Regions from separate parts of the Zea mays genome. Here region 1 is linked to region 2. Evidence: chromatin contacts called from public Hi-C data. All regions are on one chromosome and are shown on one strand. Each heading gives the region's core, a stretch centred on a gene start, on an enhancer-like site or on the middle of the called end of the contact. The rest is flanking DNA. Distances are from core to core; before and after follow the strand shown. Region 1 holds the start of LOC100281020 (plastoquinol-plastocyanin reductase). Region 2 holds the start of LOC100284377.

Region 1 (3,351 bases), core at 229-2,728, 160 kb before region 2:
TTGTTTATATAGTAAAATTTAAAATAAGAAATGAGATAGAAAAAGATGTTAGAGTCGGCCTTAGCAACTGTTTCTAAAACACATGCACCTATTATGTAGCAGGAGAGACAACCTTAACAGCTGTTTTTAAAGGACATGCGCCTATTATGTAGCAGGAGGGCCATGCATTTGATTCTTCTTTGGTTTGAAGACTAATACATCGCATGACTTTAAGCGAGTATAACAATTTTAATAAAAAAATTAAAATAAAGATGATATAAATCTTTGTTAATTTCTATAAATTTAAACAACTTCCAAAAAATAACTTGATTGAAGTATAGACTTCACAAAAGAAGCAGCTAAAAAAGCTGATAAAAAAGCTAGAACATAAATCTCTAAACAATATTAAGAAGTGAATGACTTTTTCCAAACCATTTTTTTCGTTCTCAAAATGTCTTTGTTATTGTCGATAAAAAGTATCCGTCCTAAAATGCTCGGTGCATGACTAACAAGATAGCAATCCATCCGGGCCATAACATGTATGGATAATTTGAACGAGGCAAAATAAATATAGTGCTTAAAAATTAAATAGAATATTTATCGTATTTATTGTCGGGATCGATAGAGGGAATACTAACGTTTGAAAACTAGCATCAAAGGGACCATAAGCTGCACCCCCCAAAAAAAAACTTTGGTTGCATTCCTCTCACTCGGTCATTGATGTGATCACCTGGAGATCGATCAATTGCAGGCCTCGACTCCAAAAACATATTTCCACAGTATTCACCAATTGTCATGGATACATACCAAAGTAAATTGATTCGAAAGCGTACATCTGGTTATATATATATCACGGTTTCTGAAGCAGACTGCGGCCCGGGGCGACAGCCGACAGTGGCAGGCCCACGCACCCTACTCGGACTCCTCGACGGCGGCCTCCACCCGGAGCAGCACGAACCCGACGGCGACGCCGACGAGCACGAGGCCGTTCATGGTGGCGGCGATCCTGAAGATCTCGGCGGCGTCGTTCATCTGGGCGCCGAACGCGCCGCCGCGCCGCTTCCTGCCCGCGGGGCTGAGCGACGCCACGACCTTGGCGAAGGAGTAGTCGGCGGTCTTGCGCACCCCGAGCATGTTCACCTTGTTGAGCCCCTTGAGGCCGCTGTAGGCGTTCATGCCCTCCACGTACGTGACGCCGCCGGACCGCTTCTTGGCCGCCGGGGCCGCCAGCGACGGGACCGTTGCCACGGCGAACGACGACGCCATCCCCTGCGATGGGTGGACTGAGCTCGAGAGCCTGCCTGTGCCTGGTGACGGGCAAGACCGGCAGTGACAATCAGGAGTTGCAAAGCAGCGCGCGAGCGTCAGGACTCAGGAGTCAGGACGGACGCGCTGTGACTGTAATGCAGTGCAGAGAATTGGAACGGGGCGTGAAGCAACGACGCTTACCTGTGGGCTGTGGCTCGTGAGAAAGACGAGTGTGGCCGGCGAGGTGGTGGTGTAGGTGGCTTGAGCGGCGGGCGGGCGGGAGGGAGCGCGGTTTTGTACGGGGGATGAGGGGAGGATAAGGCGGGGCGGAGAATGGGCGGTGGCCAAGGGAGAGTTTATCCTTCAATCCTTGGTGGTGACATGGAGGAGGTCCATTTGGTGGTCGGAGGGAGGGACGCTGATTGGCCAGGGATGCTCCACACAAGCCTGTGTTTTTCGTCTGAGGCGTCCGTGGGATGCACACGTACGCACACGCTACAATTATGTGGCGGCTGTCGTTCACTAGCGGCTTTCCAAGGGAGTAGTTGTTTGCTGCTGAAACATATTGTTGGGGCAATTGAAAATTAGATTGTTGAGAGCTTGGTTGTCTTCATTGATTTTGTACTGATTGAATGTGATCATAATTGAATGGGAATGATGCATTTGAATGAGTTGTGCGATTAGTACAATTAATGGGTGAGGTGAAGCTTGGTCCTCAAAGACATGATTGATTGTATTTGACTAAGATGTTAATTTTGTTTCCTCTTGTACCTCGATAATGCTTTTTCTTCATTTTTGGACATATTTCTGATATGTAATCTGTCCTTTTTTCGTGTACTATATAGAACATGTTCTCAAGTTTTAGTGGTTTGTGACCGGTCCATCTTTGTGTCCTCTGTAACTTGTTTCATCTCTACCAAATGTTCTGTCTCTTTGGTGACTTCTCTTTTGAAAATTTCTTTTAACAGTTGTTGCGTTATTGCTGTTGATATGGTTTATTTGATGGAAGGAAGATAAAGGTCTTCTCTCCAAACCAGTTCATTTGGGTTGATTATGGTTATTTTTTATTAGGGCTTGAGTGCTCATTTCTTCTTCAGTTCATTTTTATGATCTATGCCGATTTGCAAAAAAAATGCATGACTTTGTAAAGTTTAGAAATAGATTTTGGTGGCTCTCTAGCAAAGTGTGATGCACTTTGCCCCATTCAAAGCCTTGTAATTGACGCTATGAAAACCACATTGTCTGGTATATTGGGCATTTGTGATTTGATTCAAATGAATCTTCTGAAATATTGAGTTAGAGGTTCCTTAGGTTGTCGTTTACAGTTGAAAAGATCTACTATTGTGAGTCGCGTTGGCTAAAATCCTTGGAAATCAATGAGTAGGTTGGCTTTTATTTGGTCCCAAAATTGGATTGACTTTGGGTGAAACAGAGAATACCATCGTTGAGCTTGTCCTTTCACTACTATGTTGAGTGATTTTGCTAGTGTGGCTTTGTCACCTCCCCCGAGATTGTTGTTGTTTGAAAGCTCATCAGGAATTGTCTTGATCAAACAGACGATCATAAATTGGGAGCATGTCGAATTTATAGCCGAAAGGCCATTGCACCACCTGTAGATTTGTTGATAGCCGGAAAGTTGGATCAATAGAGATGAAAGAACGTTGTGAGTTTTTTCTCTTGTGAAGCTTTTGTTGTAAATCCTAGATTGACGTCATATATGTCATCTTGGCTGATATTGTGAATTTCGTCGTTTAGGTGTCGACGAGTGGCTTTGCCTTCTTGAATTCCTTTTTAATGATTTTTTCTTGCTCTTCTTTGGGAGTCTTCAAGTTCTGCTTGTTTGGCTTTTAGTTGGTCTTGCAATTCTTTAATTAAGGTAGTGTTTGGTTGAGGAGCCAAGTAGAACAGAGCCGTTCCATCCCTGATTCTAGGAACGGAGCCGCTCTGTTCTGTGTTTGGTAATCTAGAACAGAGCGGTTCTGTTTTTTGTTTGGTTGCAGAGTCTTTGTCCTCCTTCTTTGCCTTGATTTTGATCTATTTGAGCAACGCTTAGTTTTTATGATTGTGGTAAGAAAACTTCTCGTTTACACTATGTGTTGTCTTCTTCGTGAGTCTAGCGATTGT
Region 2 (3,533 bases), core at 753-3,252:
GTTAACAAAAATCATTACAAATCATTCATCAGAGTTAAATGAATGAGTTAAATATTGGAGAGAGGCTAAAACGCCATGGAGTTTTAATAAAAGAGATGGTTTAATTTTAGGAAATGAAAAGAGAGCATATTTTAAGGCAAAACGGGAAGCTTCAAATAACCATTTCCTTCTTTGCCTAAAACTTATACATGTGGGAACAAATTAAGAATGCAACAAGTTATGATATCTAAAAGAATGCTAAGTAGCAAAATTGACCTGCAAAGAGAGCAGAACTTTAAAAGCAAAAATTCGTTATAATGATTTTACAATGCTCGCCATACTATTTGGATTTGGGAGTTATTTTAGATATTCTTTCTTGAATGCATTCATAACCAGACAAACATTACTACTCCCTGTCCCATATACCTCCCCATGCTAATCCCTGTGATTATTAGAGTTAGAAACATTCCTCTACATGATCCAAAAAATTCTAATTAACAATACAAAGTTGCCTGAATAGCTCCTTGAGAGAAATTACATTTGTAAAGTTGTATTCACTGCCAACCTTTTGAAGAAAACCATAAAAGGCATAAACATGTATCAACTCACGATTGGTAGAAGACCATCATTCAGGCATTAATATGTTCTGAATTTAAGAGAAGACATACGTTATAAGGCACTAATATGTTCTGAATTACTCCTCAAAAGAACAATTTTAAATGTAAGAATAAAAATGATGAACCTGCTCAGCTTAGATGAAACGTTCAATTTTATGTGTTGGATGCTCATGAAAATTAAGAGAGAAAAATGGCACCAGCTGTTGTTTGAAAGAATTCTTTAGTCTCATCCTTGTTCTCAGCATACAACTCAAATATAACCCGAATCCCTCACAAATACCTGTTTCCACAAAAATGTGGTGGGTTCCTACTAATATAGAACCGTGCACATAAGAAGCTAGAAACGTTGCTAAAAGCAGTACTTACGGCGTAACCAGCTCAGGATGGAACAGCGAGCCGTCAGTGGCCAATGTGTACACCAGCGTGGCCACCACGAGCAAGCCTAGCGCTGAGAAGACCGCCCTCCACATGACGAGGGATACCTGAGTCGCCATGGTCACAATCGAGAAGAAATGATCGCAGATTTAGTAGGGAAGGGCGAATAGTTGCCGGTGTAAACCAAAGCCTTGGGGAGTGGGGACGTGATCGATCTGCGGCATGGAGGCGGAGCACCGGGTGTAGAGCTGGTGGCGGGGGGCGTGGAATCATGGAGACGTGCGGGGCTTGCGGATGGAGCCAGACTGCTAGAGAACGGTGGGGCGGGGTGGGGGCGGCTCGAGAGGATCGCGGGTTTGGGGGCAGGGCCACGGGGGAGGTGGCGGCTGGCTGTTGCGGCTCCCGAGCATCACGACCGCACCTCGGCACCTGGGCAGCCGCCACGCGCAGCCCACCCTACCACGGCACCGTCTCTAGAGCTAGGGGCGACCATGCCGGAGATGGCCATTTTCGCCGTGGACAAGCCCGCCGCCTCCCTCCCTTCATCATTTGCTGCCACGATCGGTGCAGGTGCTGTCGCCCTGGACAAGCCCACCACCTCCCTCTCTTCCTCTGCTGCCACGATCGGTGCTGGGGCCTCGGCGGCGGCGTCGAGATCTCGCGAGCGACGAGTGCGCTAGAGACGGGATTTGCGCGCTTGGGGATCGCGGAGGATAGGGGCATAACCGTGGATATGGACGCCTACACTATTGTCTTAAAGAGTAGTATAGATGTGATTAAATATAAATATCCACAAAGCTTCTTTTCTTCTACTGAAAATAGGATATGAAAAATACCATAAGCATCAAGGCATCAATGTACAGATATACTAGTGATGGGAAGCACAAAGTACACCGAGCACCAAATTATCCAAGCATGGAAAAGGTCTCTCACTCTCAATCGTTTTTTACTATTTACTTTTCCAGAATGTTATAAAACACGCGACATCCAGTTTTTACCCACCCACACGGGCCAGCCACTGGCCTGTGGCCACCGCACTCGTTCCAACTAGTTGGGCCAAAAATCCGGTAACTCCGCGTCGTCCCTTCCCTCCCGGCTTCCAGGGTCCAGGCCTCCCGCCTCCCTGCACAGCACAGCACAGCACAGCACCCCGCATCTCTCCCCTTCCTCACCAACCCCGCCGCCTCCGACGTTCACCTCGGCGGCCGCCACCGGCGAGGCCGCACCTCGCCGGTCACCCACCCCCGCTACTCGATATTATATCCTACTCCGAGGATCCGCGTAGCCGCCTCCGGCTGCCCACCCGCGGAACTCTAGATCTCCGATACCCCGCGCTCCCTCCCGCCGACGGCCACCCGACCGGAATGGGCCGCTGTCTTCAGTAAGGTCTAAGGACCCAAGGGAACCCTCCTCCGCCTTCGCTCGTGCGCGAAGCGCGGCCGCGATGGCGATCCGCATTACGGTGTCCTACTCGGGCTACGTGGCGCAGAACCTGGCCGCGTCCTTCGGCCTCCGCTGCACCGTGGCTGCGGGCGCAAGCGCGGCGCTCGGCCCGGGGTGCCGCTTCCTCCAGGACGCGCTATCCCACCCCTTCTGCCTCTTCGCTTCCTCCCGCCGCGCCGACCCCCACCATGACGCCGAGGATCACAACCACCCGAAGCCCAGGTCCAAGGCTCTAGCCCCCGCCGCCGCAGCAAGAGGAGGCGGCCACTCATTGCTGCTGCCGCGGTCGTGTTCCGGGAAGGCGGCGCCGCCGGTGGATGACCCCCCAGCCTCGTTGGCCGTGGGGCTGCTGTCGGTGTTCGCGTCTGGGATGGGATCGACTGGTGGCATTGCTGGTGCGTCCTCCCTTGCTGCGTCGCCGTCAATATCAGCCGGGTTCAACCCTGCGGCGCTCCTCCCGTTCTTGCAGGCGAGCAAGTGGCTCCCCTGCAGCGACATAGTCACTGTTGCAACGACGTCGCGCAGCTCAGGACGCCCAGCAGGTTCAACTGCTTCGCCTGTACCGCGGACAACTGCACCATCGCCCCGTCCTACACAACGCGCAGCCGCTCCATCTCCCTGCCCTGTGCCATCACCTGCTGTTGCTGCTCCTTCCAAGGTCGGCATACAAGCATTGGTTGGTAGTGCTAGCATCGCCTCAGGTTCAGCTGAGATTGGAAGGGGAGCCATTGCCTCTGGTGTGGCTGGAATGGTGAAGAAGAGTGGTGCTAGTATTCCTGCTGGTGCAGGGGTGAGAAGGAAGACTGGTTGGCTCTCAAAGTGGGTGAGCTCATGCTCAGATGATGCAAAGACAGTCTTCGCCGCCGTGACCGTGCCACTGCTCTATAAATCATCCCTAGCTGAGCCGAGATCCATCCCATCCAGGTCAATGTTCCCAACATTTGATGTTGGTGACCGGATCCTTGCTGAGAAGGTAGTATGTTTTATTTTGGTTCCCTTTGTTATATGAATACAGATGTGAATTTATAATGTATCATCTGCTTCTATTGGTGAACATGCATCTAATGTCTAGCCCCTATTGTGGCTGTAGGTTTCGTACATTTTCCGGGAGCCAGAAAT

The links. Hi-C and Micro-C count contacts between places; a contact is called where the count stands out from the background.
Region 1: a Hi-C map of endosperm shows a contact between it and region 2, with 2.7 times the contacts expected there. The contact joins the promoter of LOC100281020 here to the promoter of LOC100284377 in region 2. A contact is called at or near these places in 5 of 25 Hi-C or Micro-C datasets (ear, endosperm, leaf and 2 more).

The regions. Positions count from the first base shown.
Region 1 is chr1:287,496,615-287,499,965 of Zm-B73-REFERENCE-NAM-5.0, reverse strand. LOC100281020 (plastoquinol-plastocyanin reductase) reads right to left here and starts at 1,478. Exons shown (of 2, transcript NM_001368340.1): 1 at 1,429-1,478; 2 at 725-1,286. The coding sequence starts at 1,245. The coding sequence ends at 892.
Region 2 is chr1:287,338,798-287,342,330 of Zm-B73-REFERENCE-NAM-5.0, reverse strand. It overlaps LOC100284377, which reads left to right and starts at 2,002. Exons shown (of 6, transcript NM_001366698.1): 1 at 2,002-3,387; 2 at 3,505-3,533. The coding sequence starts at 2,416. LOC111590572 reads right to left here and starts at 1,748. Exons shown (of 3, transcript XR_004855647.1): 1 at 963-1,748; 2 at 1-876.